Linked DNA regions of Astyanax mexicanus: region 2 is linked to region 1. A link is a contact called in public Hi-C data. All regions are on one chromosome and are shown on one strand. The core of a region is the stretch at or near the end of the contact, and the rest is flanking DNA. Distances in the headings are between cores, read along the strand shown. Region 1 holds the start of elmo1 (engulfment and cell motility 1 (ced-12 homolog, C. elegans)). Region 2 overlaps elmo1 (engulfment and cell motility 1 (ced-12 homolog, C. elegans)).

Region 1 (7,944 bases), core at 3,019-5,518:
AAGAAGAAGAAGAAAAAGGAAAAGAAAAAGAAGGAGAAAGTGAAAGAAAAAAAGAAGAAGAAGCACAAGAAGAAGAAGAAACACACGTCCAAGAGTAGTGATGATGGCTCAGACTGAGAGGAGGATGTTAGTATTGATATCTCTGTTTACTGATGAGAGATGTTTCTAGAAGCAGCTGTAGAGATGTAGAAGCTACGGGGAGCTCTGCTGGACCTCTCCTTAGGCTCCACCCTTCCCCCTACTGTGCAGGGTGCTTCCTGAAGCTGCTTAATAATGCATACGGGCGTTTAATTCCCCCTGTCAATAAGGATGGTCTGCTTGTGTGACATCTCTATCCGCTCCCCCTATAGCTGGATGGATTATATTAGCATGTTTGCGTCTCAAGATTGTTTTTTGCCTGAAGAGGAAGTGAAGTCTGTATTGAATGAGTACAGATTGAATGTCACTTTATTTTGAAATGGTGTTGCGTTTGATATCTTTTTGAATGTTGCGTGCGCTTTACAGATGATTCTTTTATATAAAGCTTTTTACCCCACCAAGACTGGGTCAATAACCTAGACTAAAGCTAGATATCCAATGGATTTTCATCATATACACTGCAGGGTAGTCCATGACTAGGCTTCGTCCATGTATTTGACCGGCCATCCTGTGTGTTTTGAAAAGAAAGGAAATGTTTGTAATAAAATGCTGCTTCCATGTGCTGTTCATTTGTCAGACAGAAGCATGTAAATTAATATACTGCAAGTGTATTCATTCAGTACTGCTGTAAATTCATTCATTTATTCATTTGAAGTGACTTTATTAAACACATTTTCAGTGTTTCATTCACATTGTAATCATTTGGATTATTGGGTATATAATTGTCACAAGACTAGCTTACAAAATTACTTAATTTGCTTTCTAGAATGCACTATCGCTTTGATGAAATGACTTCATAAATAAGATCCTCTTGTCCTGTGCTGCTAATTAGTTTTAATGAATTTAATAATTGTTAAAGGTCTCATTCCATCGTTTTAGGACAATAGGATTTCGGCTCTTGCTCATGAACATTCATACGTGCAAACATATCACCAGCGAGATGGACAACAGTTAGAAACGTTTCAAAATAGACATTTTTACACTAATAACAGTCTTTGCAATGTCATGTTACTTTACAACGTGTACTGCCCGGCTAAGTGCAGTTCAGCCACTGACCTAGTCTTAAAATGCGAAAATCCATCGGAGATCCTATGTAAACACACAGAGGTGGGTAGTCTAGGTCCAGAAAGTAAAAATTGGATTTTTACTTTTAACTAGTGTGAACAGAACTGGTTTAAACATACACCTTCCTATCTTAATTGTACTTACGATGTGTTATTTGCACAAACAACACAGGAACAAACTGCCAAGCTGTTCCTAACACTGTTAGCTCCTGTCTGACGAGATGTGCCTGGCTGTGTGTGTTTTTTTTTTTGAGTGAAAGGTGGATTTTAGCGGAAGGCCATTTTAAGATGGGAAAAAAACACCCTCTAGAGTTTTGGAGCATTGCTGTGAAGATTTGGTTGCATTCAGTGACATGAGCATAAAATCCAAAAATATTGGATTTTATTCTAGGAGAGTAGTTCATGAATGTGGAGAATTTTCCTTTTAGTAATTTTACCATTATCATTATTGCATTTTATCTGTAATGTATGATCATTAGCCATTTTATAATTGACTGTCACTTTTGTTTAAAATAGTACATTCTACTGTATGCACAATGTCTGGAGTCTACAGGGGCGGAGGGATATTGTAATAAAAATCCCCACTGTAATACAAAAAATCCCTTGCTGCACCAGTGGTGACAAAACAGGAGAAAATCTTTTATTTAAATTTACTTTAGTATTGCTCATGGAGCCCAGTGTTCTTCTGCATGTCATCATGACATAATCACACCCACTTATGAGTGCGTAGAGAGGTTAGTGTTTTAATCATTAACCTCCCAACTGTATATGAAGATATGAGGCAGAAAACGCTCAGCTTAGAAATCTAGCCTCCTGTAGCAGTCTGGGGCGTGTGTGTGCTGTTTCGTGCAGAGTTTAGCACAGCACTCCAGAAATAAAAGAGCATGTTGGCTGTGCTCCGCCTTAATTAGACGCTACTTAAATACATATGAGCAGTATTAAAAAAAAGAAAGCCAGCAGACACATCCACTGCATATCATATGCGGCCTGTTGGCCTGTTTAACAAAGGCCTTGGGATACATTTTATTGGAATTTAGAATAATTTGTTGGCTTGGTGTAATTGCTGACCTTAAGCAAGTGTGTATATGTGTGTGTAGTACTAATAGTCTCCTGTGGTTCCTCTGCTTTCCCTCATTTTTTTCCATGGTAGCCCACCATCTCTGTGGCGATTTGCCCTGAGGCATTAGATAAATCAGCGGCATTAGGGCCCTGTGTGTGTACTCTTTTATCTGACTGCCGACATCAATCTCCTCGATGAGTCTTCTTAACTGGCACCTACCCCTGTGTTCCTCAGCCAGAGCCAGACCAGACACTCCTTATCGAATCACTTGTGTTATAGGAGCGAGGGTTTATGTTCATTGGTAAGATTTGGTACAGCTTTAAAAGGCCCTCCAGCACCACAATAACGGGAAGTACTACAGTGTATTATTGAAGTATATTTCAAAAGCAATCTCTCTGCCCAACAGTATGTAACATAGAGGGAATAAAAGCATTCTGAGCATTATAAATCTAAAAATGTATTATATTTCGCACACAAAAGTAGCAGTTTCCTATAAATCATCTTACCAAATGTCATGTTCTGTGACTACTGCATTGCCCACTGTGGTGGTAATTCCTTCAGGTATAACATGTGACACTGTAGATCAAGAAATAGAATTCCCCATCCATTTGGCACCCACTATCATACCTCACTCAATTTGCTGTGAACATGCTGGCCAGTGTTCAAACTTAAGAAAACACAGGTGTACAGGTGTGGGCATCCCCAAGCTGTCTTCTAAGGTTACACTTAATGATCATTTTCTAATGCTGCTGTCCCATGACTTTTGGCATGTTTTTAAAGTTGCCATGATTAAGGCTATCCACATATCTAATAATATTTCCGTTCAGACTGTTTAACAAAGAGAAAGAAGTGGAAGAAGATAATGAAATAGTTTTAATTAAAAGAAAGCAGTGAAATCTAGGGCTTCTTTGGTATTAATAATTAATTGTGATGAAAATAATAAATTATTAAACCTATTTAAAGCTGAGTGTTAAACTGGGAATGGCCTGATTTAGATGTATTGCATTAGTGGCAAGTGTACATGATCAGTGTCTTTAAATGGGAAAATAATATTCTGGTTCAACTAAATTTATTTGTGGGAAAATTTAAATTGAAACAAAAATGAGAAAACATTGCATGTTTAGCTTAAGAATCCTACTAATAATACTGTTAAATAAAGTCTTAAAATAATCAAATTAAGTCTATAAATAAGATACTAATGGATAGAACATGGATAGACATAGATGCATGCTTAATAACTGCATGGTAATTTATTTATTTTTTACCATCACTGACAACAATTTACTTTGTCTTTTACCACCAAATATGTTATAAATATATACTGTTATGAGGGCACCTATAAGGCACATTTTCTTCTCTCCACCATGAGGAAGCTTCCCCTCATTCTATCAAATGTGATTACACCCTTAACAGCAGAACATCACATTTAATCTACAGGTGGAGCACGTCTTATTAGAGGGGAACCTAACTGGATCCTTAGCCGGCATAAAACATTATTTTTACCCACAAGAGGAGCAGTTACTCTTGCCACTCACCGATATCTAATATTGGAATATGTAATATGCCACAGTCAGTGATGGCCATGTCATGTCATCTGCTGGTGCTTGTTTTTAATTGGCTGTAAGAATGAAACGTAATGAAACGTTTAAAATAGATTACTCTATGTGTATTTTATATCTATATTAAATATGAGTTTCACATTTTGAACTGAATTACTGAAATAGAGTAACTTTTCAATTATATTCTCATTTTTTGAGATGCACTAGTATATTTGTACATATAGTCCACATCTATGTCCATGTGATGCAGAGGTGTAGCTGTGGTGTGGTGTGTTTGTGTACGCCGGGCTGGGCTGGGTTTAGTGAAGCCATGAGTGAGAGGGCGTGGCCAGCGCTCAGGGTTTCTGCGCTCTGATTGGTCCGTGCGCCGCCTCGCGCTGTAAGCGGAGGGAAGCAGGCAGCAGAGGGAGGAGGCGGAGGTGGAGGAAGTGAAAACAGCAGCAGTGTGTGTGAGTGTGTGTCCGCGCTCTGAACCAAACACACACGCACACACACTCAGAGAAACAGAGGAACAGCGGAAAGGAGACGGAGAGCGCGCTGATACTGCCCTCAACTCCCTACAGCAGCAGCAGCCCTGCGGAGGAGCCTCGCCGCCTCAGGTCAGTGTAACGGCTTGGTGTTGAGACAGCAGCGGCGGGGGTAAACACAGCCGGCGGCCGGTCCGGGCTTCACTTTCCCGGGCGGCGGGGTGAGCAGTTCCCCGCTGGGCTGCGGAGGACAGCTGGCCGGCGCGGCACCCCTAGCTGCTATACCATACGTGTGGTTATAGGAGTGGACATAAACAGACGAGAGATGGAGAAAGAGAGAGAGAGAGAGAGAGAGGGAAGGAGGGAGGAAGGGTGGGAAGAGGTTAAAGGGGTGAGAAAAGAGTGAGAGAGAGAGAGAAAGAGAGAGAAGGGTGGCTCCTAATTACCTAGTTTTTGTATCTCTCTCTATATCATAGGCTACTTTAACTTGTGTCTATAATTGTATTGTTATTATTATGAGGCTTATATTACGGTTATATAAAGGTTAACATTGCTTTATTGAAAGCAGAGTAGTTACATCAGTTAACTAGATTTATTTATTTAGTTGGCTCCCCCAAAACAAGACCCACTAACCAACTTTCTAAAGCAAGTGTAACGTTAAGATAAAAGAGATGTTGGATAAACAGCAGGGTTTGTTGTGCAAACAACACAAAAAGTGGAAGTTTGAATGTTCAAACTGTGTGTTGTGTATACTGTCATCTATGCAGAGGGCTGTGTGACTTCAGAGTGGATCATTTGGATATACTGTGTTATTTTAGCATGTTTCTTGTTTATTTTTCTAAATAATGTCAGTTTTATTATGCAACTAACCATCTATAGGATATTTCCCCATTTTAAAACTTACCTTATTTTTATGTATTTATTTATCTTTAATATAATGTTACACTACATATCTACATCCCACCGGCTCATAAATAAAAAAATATGTATATGTGCAATAATATGTTAAGAAGTATATTTAGCTGTTTATATTCTTACTCTATTCTTACATTCTTGTTGTAAGCTTACTTATTGTAAGCTTTTTTATTTGTTGGCAACATTTTGTAGATGATAAAGCAGTGATGATTCAGCTTGTTATAGTTCACTCTTGTTTTGTTTATAGATTTTTTTGTAATAGTGTTTTTGCAACAGCTGATTCTCATCAGCATTATGGTTATGGTTCACATAAGGACCAGCATCCAATGTCCTGACTAAACAGGATGCTTTATAATAGGAAGTTAGGTCTTGCAGGTAGTTAGGAGCAGACAGGTGTAGGTGCCTAGCATAATTTAATAATTAGTATGGAATGCAGTGCTGATAGAACTCGAACCTGACTGCAGTGTTTTGTACTAGATTTTTCCCCACATCGTGCAGGGGTGTTTCTGTCTAAATACAGTAATACTTATGATTGATATATTAATCTTTTAGAACATCATGTAATATTTCTGTAGTTCTTTTTCATTCACTAAAAGTTCAGTGCACCAGATGTTTCACGATGTTTTCTTTCTTTTGTTTCATAATCAGCATCCACTCCTCTTCATTATATGAGATAATGGCTTGACAACATTGGACAAGATTTTGTCTCTTAGCAGCAACGGTCGCCTTCTTTCATCCTCAAGTAGTTGAGTCACTTGTTGGGCTTCAGGCTATGGTGACATCAGTGGCTTCGCCCAGTAAACTCTCCATGAGCTCTTGTCCATGTAATACAGACTGGCCTGCACAGATGTGTCTGAACAGAGCAGTCCAGAAGCACACATATCACATTGTTGGGTCAGTCCTAATTAAAGCACAGAGGAGTCAATGCTTAATGGATGGCTTTAGTCATTGTTGTAATAGCAGTGGACTCTCACATTCATATGTGACTAATGTGTGGTGTCCATGGTACAACTGCTTATTTGATGGCTATCTCTGTTATTATAAAAACAGCTGATGATGGCGAGTAGTGCAGTATGTACATATGGCTCATATGTGTCAGAGCTGGTTGCTATATTGGGCATCACTTTGCATGTGGTTGGTTTGTCCAGTGTCGGGTGACTTCTGGAAGGATTTTTCCATGTTGAGTTTACAGAGAAACAAAGAACATGTGATATACACTTATTAACAATAAACCTAGCGCACCAAGAATGAGTGGTTGGAATCAAATTAATTGTTATATGTAAATGTTAAGGTAATATTTGTAAGAAAAACATTAAACAATTAAATACACATTTAAATAGAGACTTTAGTACCTTATTGGGCTGCCTCTAGCCTGAATACAAAAAAGTATGGTTGGGCATAAAGGCAAATATATTCTGTATGGCATCCTGAGGCACATTTTCCTATCAAAGTTGTAGCTTGTCTTGTAGATCATGCATGCTGTAGGTTGCCAAAACTGGTATTTTGTGTTTGGTTGAGCCTTATCAAGCTGTAATGGCAGGCAATTTGTTGAGATGACCATTCTGCTGTTCTTAGACAAAAGATATTCCTTCTCTGTCGACTGGGCAAAATAATTAGCCATAAGCAGCCATTTAGTGTTTTTAGCAGTAAGGAAAGTATGTGGTCCTAAACTGTAATCATTTACATAACTGTATGTCAAGATTTGCAGGATTGTGGGCTGCGTTATTTTGTCAGTGAGTGTAGAAGGGTCATTATAATTCATTGGTACGTTCTCCAATCACTGGTTTTCTTACTTTAGATTTTGAGGTGTGGAGAAATTTTACAGTGTGTGTGTCTGTGTGTGACCGTGTAAGACATCAGCAGAGGCTATGTGAGTATTTTTTTCCCCGAAAGAGCAGCTAAAGTTTTCAACCGTAAATGTGAGAAGTAGCTCATTTGAATTTACCGCATGTCTGACATGGATATAAATTTCCTTCTGCAGTTCCCAGTCTCTCACCTTCCTTCCACTGCCAATTTACGATCAGTTTGAAACTGCTTCTGGATCTCACTTCACTCTCACCACCCCACCCAACTCATATTCAAACTCTTTAAGGGAGCCGTTGCTTTGTAAATTGCTGCTGTGCTGATGGGTTCCTCCCTGGCCTGCCTTATCTCTCCCTCTTAATGCTGAGCCCCCTGGAATAGTCCTTACTAGCACTGTTTGTGGGGGAAAAAACTTTATTGTTGCTTTAGACAATTTACTCACATGCACTGAAAATGCTGTAGTTGCTCACAGGGTTTTCTGGGGCTTGTCGACACTATCATATGGCAAGTGGAGCAACACCCCTCCTCCAACCGTCCATAGTTTGCAGAGTTTGATTCATTTGCATCCCAGTTGAGATGAATCTTGCCATGCATGTAATTATCGCCTGTGGTCTTTGATTAATTACAGAAGATGATAGGTGCAAATGGAGGTGTCAGAGTCGCAGCGTTGAAAGTCATACAAAAATAAGACAGGTTTTACTAATATTAGGGTAATTCAAGCCCTCATAATCAACATTTTTCAATCTTACAACTAGAGATGGACTAATTACTGATTATAGCCTATTAGCTTAAGTGCTGATCACTGGTACCATTTAAGGATGTGACTGGACCACATAAACCGTACCAAGCAAACTTGGAAATGCCTGAATACATCATTGTGTGGTGCTTCTGTAATGTCCTTAATATTAAATATGCTTTTCTTATTGGAATCAACTCAG
Region 2 (7,944 bases), core at 2,578-5,077, 48 kb after region 1:
TCCACAGAGAATAGGCCTGAATAAATCAGCGCTACTTCTAAAGTGTGTTCTTAGGTGCACGTTCTCCCTCTTTCCCTTCTGTTTGCTTAAATATCTTGTTGCCTTTGGGCTCAACGCTTGAGTGTTCTCAATAGATATCAAAATGAGTTCAGCACGGATGGAGGGGAGGGAGTTTGGTGGGTTTCACAGCTCTGTTCTGGTATCAAACTGTGGGCTGGGGGCAAAATGAGGATGTTACAGTGCTGAGTAGGAGAACGCAGTGTGCGCAAGTGTGTGTGAAGACTGCATTGACCCACAGAACCCCTGCTACAGATCACTTGGGCACTGCTGGAGGAAGGATCATCTATCTTTCTAGCTTAAGGGGAGAGTGCTGACCTAATGCTAACTGCTAGCAGCCTGGCCACACATGTGCATAGTTACTACACACACACGCGCATACACACACACACCTAGTAATGGTTTGATTAAAAATGAAATGGTGTAATTCATATATATTTCCTCTCTGTAAATGTAATGCTATAAGCTTTATTTAAACATTTATATATTTATTAACCTGGTATTACTTATGCATTAACCTGGTATCAGGCATGTGTTTACCTGGTATTACTAATGTGTTAACCTTGCATTACTTATGCATTTAAGTAATATTACTGAAGTGTTTTCCTGATATTACTTAAGTGTTTATCTGATCTTCCTAATTCACTAATCTGGTATTACTTACCCCTTTATCTGGGTTTACTTATGTGTTTACCTGATATTACTTATGTGTTGTCTGGTATTACTTGTATGTTTATACTTGTGCATTAACCTGGTATCACAAATGTGTTTACCTGGTATTATGTATGTGTTAACATGCCATTACTTCAGCATTTAAGTGATATTACTTATCACTGATCATTTACCTGGTATATGTTTTAACCTAAAATTATGTCATGATATTAATTGTTTATATGTGTTTACTTTATTATTTATGTATTATTTATGTTATTATATTTACCTATTTTTGCTGTCCAGAAAAAATATATATAAATATATATATATATTTTTTTTTTGTTTTAGACTTTTTCAACCTGGTCACTTCATGTGGCTAGTATCTGAATTGCATATTTTTATATATCTGGATTTTAAGATCTTATTCTCATACATTTACACTTAGAAGCCCAAACTATCTTTATACCTAAATCAGACTGTTGTTGGGAACAAAATAGGCAAATGTGTTTGCTGTGCATCAATCATCACAAGAGTTTTTGTTGTACTGAGCAGAGTTTTGGTGTTGGGCTTTGGGTGTTAACTGTGTCTTTGGGAGATGGATGTGTTTAGACTGTAACACGTGGCTCAAATGTGTCTCAGACCTCCTGAAGTGGTTTCAGATTTGTATCTGGCTTTAAACACCTTCAATCCTAATGCTCAAGATGCATTAGCTGACCAGGTGTAAACTGGGTCTTTGACAGGATCTGACAGTTGACCTCTTTATCAAAATAACATTCTGAATGGACCTCAAATGTTCTCAAATCATTTAGGAAAAAAATATCATCATGACTTTTCATGATTTTTTTTAAGTTACCATTTTTGAGACACAGTTATTGTTTGACAGCAACAATATATTAAACTTGCTTCTGTGTTTGTGCTGCCCTCAGAGTAGCAGAGAGAAATGTAGATTTTTATTCCTCCATTATTATGTTAATGTACTGTTTACCATTTAAATTTTCCATTTCTGTTCTCCACAGAAAAAGCCACTCTCTGCTATCATTAAAGAAGTCTGCGATGGGTAAGGAATTGAATTTACAATCTTTAAAAAAAAATTCTGCTTTTGCTCCACTAGTTTTGCACAGTCCATAACAGCACACATCAGTGCAAATCAATGTGCAATCACTTAAACTGCAACTGCGTTGTGTCCTCAATCTCCGCTCTCCAGGTGGCAGCTGCCGAACCATGAAACCTATGCTCTGCAGAATGCTGACTCCACTAACTTCTACATCACAGAAAAGGTTTGGTGACAAATACACGTTTCCCAGAACTGGCTGCTTTGTTAAAGTGAAGATTTATTCTGTAAGAGAAGCTCTATCTAAATAACAATTCCTCTCCACAGAACCGCAACAACATCAAAAACGGCTCTATCCTGCGGCTGACCACATCTCCTGTAAGTAGCGGATTTGCAGCTCTTTTTGAATTCTGTCTCAGGTGGTGTTTATGAGAGCAGTGTCAGCCTGAGAGACCTGTCTTTATCCCTGTTCGCACCACCCATTCCTGCTCCGCTCCACTAATCCCCCAGATGTGATGGGGTTGCTGATAGGTTAGGCCGCTGAAGCTTCCTAAAGTGTCAGCAGGTGCGAGGGACCCTTGCGTGACGGTTTCGAGACGGAAGCTTCGGCCAGCTGCAGCTTTTCTCACTCGGTCGCTTTGCTGGCAGCCGAGCAACGAAAAGCTTTGAGGATTCAGTGTGTGCCAGCCCTTTGTTGGGGTTGGCGCTTCATTATGAAATGTATCTCTGTGCTGAAATGCATGTGCTGTTAGAGGTGCAGAGAGAAATATAGGATGAAAATGCTTGCCTTGCACGAAACATTAGGCAGAAATGGTCAGTAGAAGAGACACTGCCATTAAAATCTGAAATTATGTCAGTAGTTAGCTATTCTGCTTTTAACTCAATTTTGGATCATAGCTATAAGGATTTAATTGCGTTCATTGATTAGTGTTTATAAGTGGGGTCACCTCATCCCCAGCTCCCCAGCCATCTCATCTCAAACATATTGGATGGATACTTTATACACCTCTAGCCCACATCTGGCATTAGGCATGGTGCCAATAGGATTTAGTTGTCAATAGGTTGATCTGCTCTAGAGAGTCTTATTGTTTTGATAATGCTTACCTTCAGGGACTAGACAAGCTGTGTGTGTGCATTTGCACATCTGTGTCAGCAATGGGTTCAGCTTAAAAATATCTGAATGCACCCATTTAAAGTATAATGGGTTGCCCACAAACATTTGGACATATAGTATATCGTCGCTGTCCAATGAAAAACAAGCATCTCCAAAACAGCAACTTTACAGACAGAAAAAACTTCCAATCTTTCAATGGAAGTCTATGTAAAAAGAGTTTACTTCAGGTATTTTTAAAGTATTTCTATTGGTCCGTTCATCAAGAAATCTTGGCACAGTATAAGGGACAGTTTGTCTGTTCAAATTATACAGTAAACTTTAAAATAAAAAAAACATGACATCAGATCAGGAGATCATAGTGGTTCTTTGAGCGATGCCATAGAAGAACCACTTTTGGTTCCATAAAGAACCAATTATGTTTATGGTAGGAATGTGTGAGTGTGAAGATTCTTTTGAGATTCTTTAGCTCCCTAAAAGGTCAATTTCTTTTACAAATATGGCTTTGTGTGGAATAAAATGCTATTTTTCTATGGAATCGCTCAGAGAACCATTTACAGCTCCTTCAGAGAACTTCATTCATAGCATTGGACGCACTTAAAATATATTAATTATTCTGTAGGATGAGTTTCCCATTAACTGTTTGAAATCAGTGAAGATGTGCAGGACTGGCTCATTATAGAATAATTGTATGTATTCACCCAGGACTCATTTGGTTTTGTACATTTGAATGCTAGTACATGAATAATAACCTGAAAATACTAAAAAATACTGAACACAAAATATTTCAATTAAATGGCCCCTCTCATTAGTATGAAACCCATTAGCCATTAGTCATTCATCCTGTTAATGACCCCTCTCTATGTATGTGCGAATGTGTGTGTGACCCATGTTTGTCTACCCTTCTTGGCTGTGCTCCCAGGCCCAGATGGCACAGCAGCTGTACGAGCGCGTCCAGTCATCCAGTCTGGACGTGAAGCTGGACGGTTTGAAGGAGCTGGCCAATTCCTCCAGAGACGTTACCTTCGCCCAAGAGTTCATTAACCTGGACGGCATTACTCTGCTCACTCAGATGGTGGAGAGCGGCACAGAGTAAGTCAAGTTTCTGCTGTCTTGCTTTTTTTCTGAAGTCATGCTCTACTTCACATCCTCCTCTTTGCCCCGCCCTTCCATTCTCAGGTGTGCCCACACAGGTGGACTCGAGCTATAGGGGCACACTGTTAGTTGCTAAGGCCCACTGACTTGCACTGTTAGAAAAGACAATCATATTCACCATATTTACTTGTGCTAGGCACAGATGGAATTTGGCCTCCACCTTTAACCCATCTATGCAGTTAACACACACACACATACTAGTGAGCACACATACACAGTGATGGATAAAATCCTTGCTCATGGACCTAAAAGTGGCATCTTGCCAAACCCAGGACCCAGTCTTTGAGAGCCCAGTGCTCTGACCGCTGGTCCACCATAGCCCGATAAGCTCACAACAGCAGAGAAAGGGTTAACTTGCTCTTATAGCCTTTAACACTAAGGCACTGCAACTGTACCACACTTTTACCTTATGAACTCGAGTCTCGTCTATGTATACATCGTCGTTCTTTAAAATAAGTCGGTGCTGCTGAGTCACCCTTTAACGGCGGCCTCAGCCTTACCTGATCTGCTACTCGTGTAGAATCTTAACTATGTGGAAAAAGGTTTTGAGGGCAGCGGTTAGTTTACATTGCGAGCACTCAGGTTAAATAAAGCTACTTCAGTATTCCACCCTCTTTGTCTTCCTCATCTTTGTGTGTATAAATGTGTGTGTTTGTGTGTGTGTGGGATGCAGTGTAGCTTGGCCGAGGGGGTTGTCCCAGTTGAAGGTTAAAGCGTGGCTAGACTATCTGCTGAGGTGGAGCTTTTTGCAGTGCTTGTTCTGACGGCAGCCCCATGGGGAGCCTGTACTCAGCCAACAGACTGCAACACTGCCTCAGAGAGAAAGGGAGGGGACAGAAAGGGTTGAGATGGAAAGAGACCAAGAGAGAGATTGAGTGATTGTGTTCTAGAGAACATCAGGATCCAACTGATATGACTGTTATCCAAAAAAAAAAAAAAGATATAATTCAATAAACAAATTAGCAAAGGTGCCATACCCCCTTACACAGCATGAAAGATATGTTTATTATCCAAACAATTTCCCACCTCAGGAGTAAAATTCTTACTAATATCCTTTATATACAGATGAAAGTCATATTCCCAATAGAACATGAAGGGGTGGTAAAATTCATCTTAAGAAGGCAGCTTATGGTGTTCATTCTTATTATTCATATTATAAAATTGTTTAAAAATAACAAATAAATGGTGGATTAAATTTGACAACAAATAAACAATGTTAAAGAATGTCAGAATTGCCTTTCCTGTAATTTAAAGCAAATTATCACATTATTTATAGGCTAAACAAGTTGTTGTGACAGGATGCTAATTCAAACTAGGAAATACACTCAAACATACCTAACAGTTGTACAGAAAATATTTTTTAAAAAATGAGTGTATCTGTAAATACTGACAGATATAGAACCCTGACCATTTAAAATAAATAAAGAGATGTTGCAATGATCTATGTCTGTTGAAATGTTCAATACCGAAATGTCAAAATGATTAAATACTAAGAAAATTATATATATATAAAAAAAATCTTACTCTTTTAGAAATAGATTTGTCTTGTATAAAAATAGCTCATCAAACACTGTAGCACGCATTTTGTTGCATTACTTATCTAGACATTTTGGCAACCATAGCTGAAGTTAAGAAGCTACATTGATTAGTGAAAGAATTGTTTATTGTAAAGAGATTTAGATTAATGTAAATAATTCAAGACAGTTTATTAATGCCGTATCGGGGGGAATTTCACCCATGCCAGTAAATTTGTTAAACTCTGTGTCAGACCGGTTTATCAGACAGATGATATATTGATTGAGTCCTACTAGAAGAGGAAGTAGTGAGAGTGAACTGACAAAGAATGAGGAGAGAATGCTGGGTGAGGAATGAGAGAACAAAGGATGAGATTGAGGGGAAAAAAGAGAGATAGCTGTGTGTTCAGGGGGGGAGAGAGAAGCCGAAAGGGAGAGCGAGGACATATCTCTGCTATTACACTCCAGCTTTCCCACCCACTGAGGGCAGCTTTGAATGGTAATGAATGGCCAAGGGGTCCCCACTATCTGTCCTCCAGGCAGGTCAGCCTCAGGACAGCGTCAGACCACTCAGCCTGGCCTCCGGGGGGTTCTAGCCTAATTATTCCTCCCCCAGTCAGGCAGTGAAGAGCTGGATAAATATGGGCTTTTTTACTTAGGGCTCGCAGGCAAATCAGATAGATGGTCGATTTGTTCTAGTCTGATGCCGCAGCAGAGAAGGGGGAGATGTTTATCTAATGTATGGTATTTATAACTCGTTCTACAGAGTGTTAAATGCACTCTTTTAAGGAAAAAGTATCCAGCCATCACTGGGGTAGTACCCTCACGATTAAGTCTTCAGTAACTGTAAATCTGTAGCCGAATATAATTGGAATGTTAAATCAGTGAACAGTACTGTGCAGATATTTTAGGCACCAAAGCAGATTATGTAAGACATTTGTTCTAATCAAGAAGAGTCGTAACAGGTGCAAGTAAGGATAGGATAAAAAGTACTATATTTAAATACATTTTTACTATACACCATGTCAATTACAATCTTTTGAGACACAGGCAAAATGCAAAAGTATTGTTAGATTTTTACAAACGATATCCTCAGAATGTGCAGGAATTGTGTATTATAATAACAATGTATCACAATACGCTAGATCTGCAACAATAAGTATATATAATCGACAATGTTGATTATTTCTATTTGTCAACTACAAATTTCATTGTCAACTTATTGTTCATTCGTAACAGTACCATATTTCACAAAACGCTGGGGACAGAAACGTAATGGGAGTTGGGTAAATGTACCCAAACACAACAGATGACACATCTACTCACTAAATATCAGTACCTTCTACATTTAAACTACACTTTTTTTTTGTTTTTTTTTTAGAGGTGGAGGACATGGCAAAAATAATCATTGACCAATCGACTAATCGAAAAAATAATCATCAGATTAGTCGACTAACAAAATAATTCAGTTTCAGACCTACAATACATTAATAATTGTCATATTGCCCATCCTTAGATGCATGTAAACATAAATACAGTAAAAAGTAGCACATATTTCTAGCTAGTTTGAGGAACAAAAACGGCTTGGTTCCACATTTCTCCATAGATACCCACAGCCAGCACATGGATGTATCTGATTTATTATCATTTAAGCACTGATGTTGGATAATAATTATTAATAATACTAGACTCCAGTGAGAAGAGATTGAGTTGGAGATGTTTTAAAGAATGTAAATGATGTAAAATCAAAACTTTTTGTTGCAATTCTAAATATATTAATTCTGATTGGTGTTTTACTGGGCAGATGAACACAAAGGGGCAGTTTCCCAGACAGAATAAGCCTATTATTGGACTACACAACACTTTGTATGGATTTTTTCCATTGAAAAGAAAGTATACTCTATTTAAACAGACATTAAGCCTAGTCATAAATACCTTTTTCATTCTAATATTCATAGATTCTTAAAATTCTTGCACTGTGTCTGTGCGATTTTTAAATATATAGCACTGACTTACAGCTGATTGAGCATGTCTGAATGAATTACAAGTTTGCTTTAGTGGTCTTATATTCGATATGATGTCACTCTCGTAGAGATTCTTTACATTTGTTATAAAATGTAATTAATTTAATAATGAATGGACCAACAAAAATATTATACTTCCAAAGCTGACTTTGGAATAAATTTGTTTTATATTAAAACTTCTATGAAAAGTTGAACATTTTTTTCCTTTGCAAAGTTGCAATTTTGGAGCTATAACATTTTTGTGTGACAGTGACAATATGAATGAATGCTGTCCTTCTCTATAGCTTCTGTTAGGACAATGTGTTCTTTCATTGTTATAATCGTAACTACTGGGGAACTGAGTGAGGTTGGTTGTAGTCCAGAGTAGTTTGGTACTTT

What was found. A called contact is a pair of places that touch in the nucleus more often than the background predicts.
Region 2: a contact with region 1 is called in a Hi-C map of muscle, with 14 times the contacts expected there. The contact joins the enhancer-like site here to the promoter of elmo1 in region 1. A contact is called at or near these places in 2 of 3 Hi-C or Micro-C datasets (both in muscle).

Annotation. Positions count from the first base shown.
Region 1 is chr3:47,942,519-47,950,462 of AstMex3_surface, forward strand. It overlaps elmo1 (engulfment and cell motility 1 (ced-12 homolog, C. elegans)), which reads left to right and starts at 4,269. Exons shown (of 21, transcript XM_022683223.2): 1 at 4,269-4,420. rp9 (RP9 pre-mRNA splicing factor) reads left to right here. Exons shown (of 6, transcript XM_007258856.4): 6 at 1-828. The coding sequence ends at 117.
Region 2 is chr3:47,990,569-47,998,512 of AstMex3_surface, forward strand. It overlaps elmo1 (engulfment and cell motility 1 (ced-12 homolog, C. elegans)), which reads left to right. Exons shown (of 21, transcript XM_022683223.2): 3 at 1,728-1,768; 4 at 1,916-1,988; 5 at 2,090-2,140; 6 at 3,796-3,965. Among protein-coding and RNA genes, the nearest start is that of elmo1, 48 kb to the left of the region's middle. Within about 2 kb of position 3,828, the one cell type or tissue checked has an H3K27ac peak away from gene starts, as active enhancers do.